3 separate regions of the Anser cygnoides genome follow, and all the other regions are linked to region 2. The links are chromatin contacts, called in public Hi-C maps. All regions are on one chromosome and are shown on one strand. Each heading gives the region's core, a stretch centred on a gene start, on an enhancer-like site or on the middle of the called end of the contact. The rest is flanking DNA. Distances are from core to core; before and after follow the strand shown.

Region 1 (2,700 bases), core at 23-2,522, 200 kb after region 2:
TCCTGCCTTGGCTGTGAGCCCTGGTGTGCGCGTGGAGCTGGGTGGGAGGTGCTGGGGTGGGTGCTGGGCCCCGGGTGTGCAGCGATGCTCCTCGGCAGGTGGGTGGGCAAAGGTGTACGGTGACCGCTGCCACCAGCACCACAAACTGGAGCTGTCTGGGGCACGTCCTGCTGGCGCCTCACAGCAATCTCACGGCTGCTTTGGTTCGGCAGCCTTGTCCCCACTGCAACTCTTCACGTTGCCGGTTTTGCTGTTGGATGCTGTTACCCAGCTCAGAACTAACTTAGCCAGCTTGTATCCAAATTTGGGGTCTGCTTCCCATCCACACTGAGGCGAGGGATTTGGTCTGAGGATTTGTAATTATTTTATTTTAATATTTATATTTTATTTTATTCTATTTGCCCTTCCTGAGTTTAGGTGTCAAATCATTCCATGCGATTTCAGGCTCTGAAACCACCTTCCCCCCAAGAAGCCTGTGCACGGAGGTAGCAACATCAAGGTTTCTGCCCAGGCTTATCATCACTGTGATGAGCTCCTGACTTGCTGCAAAGCAAATCCTCTTGTTCTGGGAATGCACGACGACCTCGCCAGGGTCTGCACAAGCCACGAGCCTGGCTCCAGCCCCTGCAGCTTGCTCCTAACTGCAGGGTTAGGGAGTTCCTCGTATGCAAAGCGTATTCCAGCCCAGCTGCCTCGGGTTGTTTTTGCAAATAACGAGAGTTTATTTTAGTTTTCTAGATGTGCAGAGATACCGCTAGAAATAAGCAACGCTGGAGGAAATAGAAGAGCAGTAAGCACATTAATTTATTTATTTTTGTTTTGTTTTAGTTTATTTTTAAATCCATCATTCCTAAAAGAAAGCACTGGCAGTGAGAAAGATGAAAGTTAGTGGTTTTCTTACGGTGTGGGGATTTTTGCTGGTTTTGTTTGTTTGCAAAAATCCCGTTTCTTTGCTCAGCCAGGATCCTTGCAAAGTGACCGGTGAATTTGAGGAACCTGGGCTGAGACTTGCTTTTGTTTCTGGAAGCGCAGAACTCGGTGCCTTTCGAAAATGAGGCTCTCCGTGAGGCCTCTGATGCTCGGGCTCCGAAACCGCGTCCCTGGCCCTCCCGCTGCCTTCCTGCTCGGGCTGATCCACGGCAACGCGGTCGTACCACGGGGCACGGGGCTGGTAAATGATCAGCTGGCTTGTTTGGTTTAGCTCGTGGCAGAAAACGGAGGAGAGCTGGAATGTCAGGAATGCAGAGAGCGTCCCTCACCCTGCCCGGGGAAACCACCAGGAATTTCCCAGCCCCGTGCAGGTCAGCTGCTGGAAGCAGCCTGTGGCTGCGGGTACCTCTGCCTGCACTTTGTACCTCCAGAGCTCCGTCCCTGGCATCTTGTTGTCAGTTTAGACGTAGTTTTTATGGTGACTTGCGCGCACTGAGTGCAGCTTTTCTTGAGGAAGTTCCGCCGAGAACTGGATGAAGAAGTAATAATAATAATAACCTGCATGAGACCTTATTTAAGCCCACAGCCGGCCTCCTCCCAGAAGACAAACTCGCCCATACAAGTGTGTTTTTCCCAAGCAGAGTGTAGAAATGACTCTGCAAAACCTCCCCGCTGCCGGCATCGGGCACGGGGCTTTCCCCTGGGCTGCGGGATGGGGCACGGCACTGGGCTGTGCCGCGGGCTTGGTCGCTGGAGCCCTCTCCAGCACGGTCCAAGGGAGCTGTAAATTTGGAAATTGCTGCTCACGGCTCCTGGTGTGCTCCTGTAGCACTTTCAGGATGCTGCAGCCTCAAAACTGGCTTCGTAGGTTTGGGCAGTGGGGATACCCAAAGGCCTGAACGTGTGAAGTAATTGGCATAAATCATCGGGGAGCTGATAAGGAGTCTGGGGGCGTGCTGTCTGCCTCGGGAAACAAAGCTTCTGCGTTCCCAGTCTGCCTTAAAGGAAAGGGGAGGTATAAATAACCGGCGAACTGTAATTCCACTCGGTGTCATGTCTGCATTAGCTGCATTAGTATGTCCTAGAACCGCAGGAGCAACTAAGCCTCAGATGAGATCAGGGACCCCTTGTGCCAACCGCCGCTTGGCTGCGTAACGAAGCGGTTCCTGCCCTGCCTAATAGAAAATGATAGCCGGGAGTGGCGGGACGTATTACTGCGCTTCTCAGCACATAAGAACCTGCTTTATGGGGAAAATGACACAGTTTAGCAAACACTTAAGGATTTACTTACTTTTAAGAATGCTGTTTAATCCTGTTGAAATTGAAAGGATTACTTGTTCTTAAATGCACGCTTCGTGCTTCCCTGGCTGGGGCTGGCGCAGGAGCTGGGGTTGTGCGGGGCTTTCTTCGCCCCCAGCTCCTCCTTAGCAAAAAAATAAATAAATTCCTCCTTGGAAAAACCCTGCCTGGTGCCGGACAGTCACTGCTCGCTCTTGTTTCTGGAGGTGTAGGGCTTCTTTGTACCTGATCCTTCTTAAAAAGTGGGTCGCTTCGCTGCGTACCCGAGCGTGGATTTGGAGCCTGATCACAGGCAGGCTCATCCGGATCAGGTCCCGGGCTTTGATGTGCCGGGATGCTCAGAGACATGGGGGTTTCGTGAAAGAACAAAGCAAAAAGCCCTGGCGTGGAGAACAGCGTGCTTCTTTTAGATTTCCCTGGAAGTCAAACCCTCCTCGTAGCTGTCTGACTCATAAACTGATCTCTGTGCTG
Region 2 (2,700 bases), core at 112-2,611:
CCTGCCCGCGCTGGGGCAGGGCAGGCACTGCCTGCGTGGCTGGGTGAGGCGCTGAAAACCAAGGGGTGGCTCTCCAGCATCATCCCCAAAAGTCCCCCCCCGGATTTATGGGCACCTCTGGCAGCTTCTCCACTGCTTCTGTGAAGCCTGGACTGGGCCAGCCTGGAGATTATGGGCTGGATTTATGGTCCTGCTTTGCTGTTAGTCTCTCCATGGGCTTGGCTATTGCTTGTGATCAAGGACGGTCCCGGTGACGATATCCTTGACCTGTGATCAGTCGGAGCCACGGAAGTTTCCAGCAACTTAAGCCACTTAATATTTAACTTCTGTGGTAGCTTCTGGAGAACGATACGATATAATTTTGGCTTTGCAAAGACAACTTGGCTCAAAGGAGCTGACTGCAAATCATTAGCAGGACTGTTCTCACCCCGGCTCCTCGCCTTTTAATTGCCAAGCAGGGCGGCATGAAACGTTCGTAGCGAAAAGCTGCAGCCACACGAAATCTGCCTCGTTTGAGGTTGTGTTCCAGCAGGGCGGCGTGTGATGGGAACCAGGCTGATATTAACAGGGCCACATCCAGCGTCTGCAGGGGTGCGAGGCCTGGAGCTGGGCTCGGGAGTAGTCCAGGGTCTGGAGACGGATGCCGAGCAGCGATGACTTTTAACGAACGGCCTCAGCTCAGCAGAAAGCACCCGAGCAGGAGGGATGGGGTATTTTTGGCACAGCCCCACTGCCATACCTACTGCTCTGTGTGTGCCTCTCCTGCCTGGCCTTGTGGCTGCAGGCTGAGCACGCCAAAATGGGTTCCTCTAGATGGGGAGCGCGGGGAAGGCTGCTGATTTCTGCTTGGAAAATCACGGTTGAAACTCACCCACCTCCTTCCCCTTCCCTTCCACCTCCCTCCCACTTGAAGAAAACGTTGGTGGCTTTGGGGATGCACACAGCTGGAGCAGACACGACCTCCCTTAGCTCCCTCGGTGGATGAAGCCGCCCTGCAGCGAGCTGCCTTGTCCCACCGCGGGTCCCAGCGAGCAGGGCAGGACTTTGGCCCCGCGGCACCCGGCCAGCCACGGGTCAGCCAAGCGCCCGCCGCCCTCTTCCCTGGCAGGGCCGGGTGGCGAAGGGCGAGCAGCAAGGCTGGCGGCAGCGCTGCTCCCTGCGCCGAACCCTCCCAGGCTAATAACCGCATTAATTAGCGCACACGGCCCCTTCTGCCCACTGTAAATCTCCATTAGCCATAAACTGGAAGGGCCATAAAAGGGAGTTTACGACGAACCCACAAGGCGATACGCGGTTGAATCCTTCGCTCCGTTGCAGTTGGCAATAAAGCCTCCTTTTATTGTAGCATATACCCTGCCCTCGAGATAACGTACAAGGCCCAGGGCTCCTCGAAGGAATGAAGCAGGGCCATTTGTTGCACTTTGATTTGCTGCGGAGCCGGGCGGAGGTGGGAGAGCGCAGGGATCCGGCTAACAGGCTCCGCTTGGTCCCGGCACGGCCCTGAATCACCGCCGCGTGCAGCACTGCGGGGAGAGAGCCCCTGTGATTTTACATCATAAACGTTGCTCTGCCCTGCGGGGGAGAAAACTCTAGTAAACAGTAAAAAAAAAATTATAAAAAAAAAAAGTTCTCCATTGATTAAGAAACACAGCGAAATCTGTCCTATGAGAAGTCAGTTCTCAGGCAGCAATATGTTGGGGTGGTGTGATGTGCAGGGGTTAATGTTTAAGCTTCTGTTTTTGTTTAGAGTAGTCAGCAGCAGATAATGCTGTATATCCTCAAAATAGGCACGGATCCATTGAGAGGCACGAGGTCCAGGCCATGAAGAGATTTGTAGGCTTCAAAGTCCCAGGCAGGCCAGTACAAAACAAAAAATAATAATAATAAAGAAAAACAAAAGAAAAAAAAAAGAAAAAGAAAAAAAAATTACCAAAACGAAAGTAGAAAAGCAAGGAAAGACGGATATTTGCAACCTGTGGGGTACCAAGGGACCCAGCCAGCCCAGCCCAGAAGTCCCAGTAAAGCTGTCCTGTTCCCTGCTTGCCCCCTGGCAAAGTTTATTTTGCTGGGGGGCAAATATCACCCTAAGCTGCTCAGGCTCAGAGGGCAGAACAATTTTGACCCACCTACGCCCATTCCTGATCCCTGGCTTCCTTCTGGGCGATGCATTGAAGCCCTAAAATCAGAACCTGAAGTCCTTGGGCGTACAGAACCCTGCGGGAGGCAACAACACGCTCATTAATTCAAGCTCAGTCTAAGGCTGCTGTAGACACGGGTATGAAATCATCAGTTTTATTTAGTTCAGCAGTTAGGTATGATTGTTCTGAACTGCGATTCAACCCTGTTCTCTTATATATCTGGCAGTGTTAAAAGTAACAAGTCTATCACCTCTGGAGCCATTTCTCTGTCGTTCGCATCCTTGCTGGAGCCGCAGTGTTTTGCTGGAGGGCTTCATCTCTTCTAGACAGCCACCTGTCAATTATCTGTCTCCTCAATAAATAAAATAAGCAGCCAGTGACTTTTTTTTGTACATAAAAAGTGGCTGTCCCTCCGTGTTTGCAGTAAAGCTGGTGGCACCGCGTTAGGAGGAGGCAAAGCGATGGGCTCCAACGCTGCGGTTCGGACTTTGCATCAAGCTGAAATTCAGCTGCGTGGCATCCCCTCACACCGCTCCCTTTATGCTGGCCGGCACTGCCGGGA
Region 3 (2,788 bases), core at 211-2,710, 160 kb after region 2:
CAAATCCTGAAAACTTCCCCCTGGTCTCCTGTTAACATTGCCCTGAAGTAACTGGTGGATTAAAAATCTCCTAGCAGGCTGCCGCAGTTTGCAACCAAAAGGACCACGCTGGTTTACTTTGTGGTCTTCAGGGTCCAGTGACAGCACCGGGGCCTCAAATCATGCACATGCACCAAGCTGCTGGTAAAAGCAGTTGGTCTCCTACTGCACCCTAAAGTGAAACACCTGGGTGTCACCAGCCCAGGAAGCTGGGTGCTGAGCTGTGCCCTCTGCTGTCCCCTCCTGTCCCTGGCTGGGCCGGAGGAGAGGCTGCTTAAAAAGCAGAGCTTTTAGCTGCGAGGTGGCCGGCTATCTCTGCTTTCTCCTTCTCCTTTCTCCTTTTCCTCCCTCTCCTACTTGCAAATCAGCACTGTTTATAGATGCACAGCTCCGCCGTGGAACTGAAAGAGCCAGAAATGTTCATTCTGGGAAGCTTTGCTTTTCTTTTTTTTTCCTCCCCTCTTGGCTGCTTTCCCCAGTATTTTTCCAAGGGGTCACATTAAGGGGTATTATGTTTCAGATCAAACAAGCACGGACAGGATCTTTCCTAACTCCCATAGTCTGCATGGGAGAACGGTGCTGTTGGGCCTCAAACTGCAACCGAAGTGTTGTAATGTGCAGGGAGCCGGAGGTATCGATCAGGACGTGGGTAAACACGTATTCTTAATGTGTATGAAATTGATTTTCTTGCACTTCCGTGATCTGGCTGAGCTCTTCTTGTAGTCATATTAGACAAGATCGGGGGGTGGGGAACCTGAGAGCAGTAAAACATTCACTGGTCTGTGCCTCTAAAAAGGGGAAGGGGTGCAGTCCGTCTCTCTTCTGTGACCCTACAGCTTTTGTCTGTTGGTTGAAAAATGCCTGGCTGCTTTTGGACCCCACAAGATGTTGTTTTTTTTTTTTTTTATTACATTATCAGGCGTTTGTGACTTAATGATTTGGTCATGGTCACCACGACTGAAAGGTGTCAACAGGCAGAGTCAGTCCTTCGGTGCCTCAGCGCTCCGTTAGTGCATCTGGCATCACTTGAGCTCAACCGTTCAGCATGCTTGTGCTTTGGGAAAGGAAGGAAACACATCCCGTGTAATGTCATTTAAAGCAATCTCGGAATAAAAGGAGGTTTTTATTCTGTAACGAGCCAGGGATCTTCTGTTTCTTCATTAAAATCTTCCCCAGATTTCCTAGCCTGTCGAAGTTACAGCGTCTGATAATGAAACTGTCTCAAGGCCAAATGCTTCGGTTATGAAGAATAATTAACATTTCTTGAAACAGATTAACGTGTGGGTGTAACCATGTTTTAGCAGAATGTGCAAAAAGCGAAACTCTCAGCCTGAAAGCACTGCCATGACCGAACTTCTCAAACCCCAGTGCTCAGGGTAATTCTGCTCAGCATCTACCCTGTGAAGCAGATTAAAGGAAAAGGGGAGAAAAAAGCCTCTGCAGCAAACCGATTCCTCCTGGGGCAAAGAAGAGCGGGTACAAGTTAGCGTATCAAAGCATCGTGCCCCAAAACAGGCACCCTGATGCTGGGATGGAGCCGGGGAGCCTGGTGCCCATTCCCCAGCCCATCCTGGGAGAAGGGGACAGGGCTGGGGCGCACGGGGGGACCCGATTTGGCCCGGTCAGCCTCCTCCTGCATTGACACTTTGCATTCGGGCAGTCACGTATCGAAGCGAAATGTTAATGTTTCACGGCAAATAAACATTGCTCAAAGTGGGGGCAGAAAAATGGTGTGTTGAAACCTCGGCTCCTCAGCAGAGCGTGGTTTCGGTGAGGTTTGCTATTAACACCCAGGTCTCCTGCCATCTCCTGATTTAAGGGGCTTTACGGTGCTGAGGCCGTGACTTGGGGGTGCTGCTGCTGGCAGGAGCAGCTCCGTGCACGAGGGCTGCCCTCGTGCCACAGCTCGCTGGTGATGAGGTTTCTCCTTTCCATCCCCGCCTTGTTCAAGAGAATTTAAAAAAAAAAAAAAAAAAAGGCATCTCAGACTGTTTTGTTCCACTCTTTCAAAATGGGCTGCTTGTTTGTTCTTGGAGCGCTTCCAGACTTTTTTTTTTTCCCTTTTCCTTCAGAAATGAGTTATTTCTTCAAAACCGCCCTGTACTTTCAGGATTCCTCCGGGTGATTCCCCTGCCCGCTCCAGCTGGGTGTGCAGGGCTGGGGGGGCTGGAGAGCTTGGTATGATGGTTGTTCCAGACTCGCATGGGCTGCACGGGGTGCATCGGGGCAGTGACACGGGATCAGGTGGCTTGGATCTGCAGTGCTGGCGGGGAACAGTTTCCTTTGGATGGGTTTTAAATAGCTTCCCTGAGCATCGCAGGTGAAGCCAGGATCACGGAGACGTGTGAAAGCCACCTGCATGGGCTGTGTGATGTTCCTAACTATCGTTTCCCTGCTGGGAAAGCTGGTGCGTTCTTCCTGGGGACAAGTGCCTCTGCGTTTCCCAGCCCTTCCCGACTTTGCCAGGTTTTGAGCTAGGCAAGGAAGAGGCAGGGAGGCACGGTGCCTGCCACCAGTGTCGATGTGCAGTTTTTTGCTGTACCTGCAGCCGGACGGCAGCGCTTGCCAGCCCTCGATGCTTTGCAGATTGAGTTAATGAGCCTCAGATGGTGATGCCGCAGCTCACTCATTTATACTCTCAGTCTTAATGGCGTGTGTGTAAGTGAGGCGTTCTCCTCTTCAACATCGTTTTCTTCCTACTAATTACATATTAAAGCATAATCGCGGTAGCAAGAAAGCAGCCTTAATG

What was found. A called contact is a pair of places that touch in the nucleus more often than the background predicts.
Region 1: a contact with region 2 is called in a Hi-C map of liver, with 2.0 times the contacts expected there. The contact joins two enhancer-like sites. A contact is called at or near these places in 2 of 7 Hi-C or Micro-C datasets (both in liver).
Region 3: a Hi-C map of liver shows a contact between it and region 2, with 1.9 times the contacts expected there. The contact joins two enhancer-like sites. A contact is called at or near these places in 2 of 7 Hi-C or Micro-C datasets (both in liver).

What each region holds. Positions count from the first base shown.
Region 1 is chr20:4,243,244-4,245,943 of Taihu_goose_T2T_genome, forward strand. The region is part of intron 2 of VAV2 (vav guanine nucleotide exchange factor 2); the gene reads left to right. Among named protein-coding and RNA genes, the nearest start is that of SARDH, 54 kb to the right of the region's middle. Within about 2 kb of position 1,273, at least 3 of the 3 cell types and tissues checked have open chromatin away from gene starts, as enhancers often do. A contact at or near this core is called in liver, where this site is marked.
Region 2 is chr20:4,043,705-4,046,404 of Taihu_goose_T2T_genome, forward strand. No RefSeq gene overlaps it. Among named protein-coding and RNA genes, the nearest start is that of RXRA, 34 kb to the left of the region's middle. Within about 2 kb of position 1,362, at least 2 of the 3 cell types and tissues checked have open chromatin away from gene starts, as enhancers often do. A contact at or near this core is called in liver, where this site is marked.
Region 3 is chr20:4,204,576-4,207,363 of Taihu_goose_T2T_genome, forward strand. The region is part of intron 2 of VAV2 (vav guanine nucleotide exchange factor 2); the gene reads left to right. Among named protein-coding and RNA genes, the nearest start is that of VAV2, 37 kb to the left of the region's middle. Within about 2 kb of position 1,461, at least 1 of the 3 cell types and tissues checked has open chromatin away from gene starts, as enhancers often do. A contact at or near this core is called in liver, where this site is marked.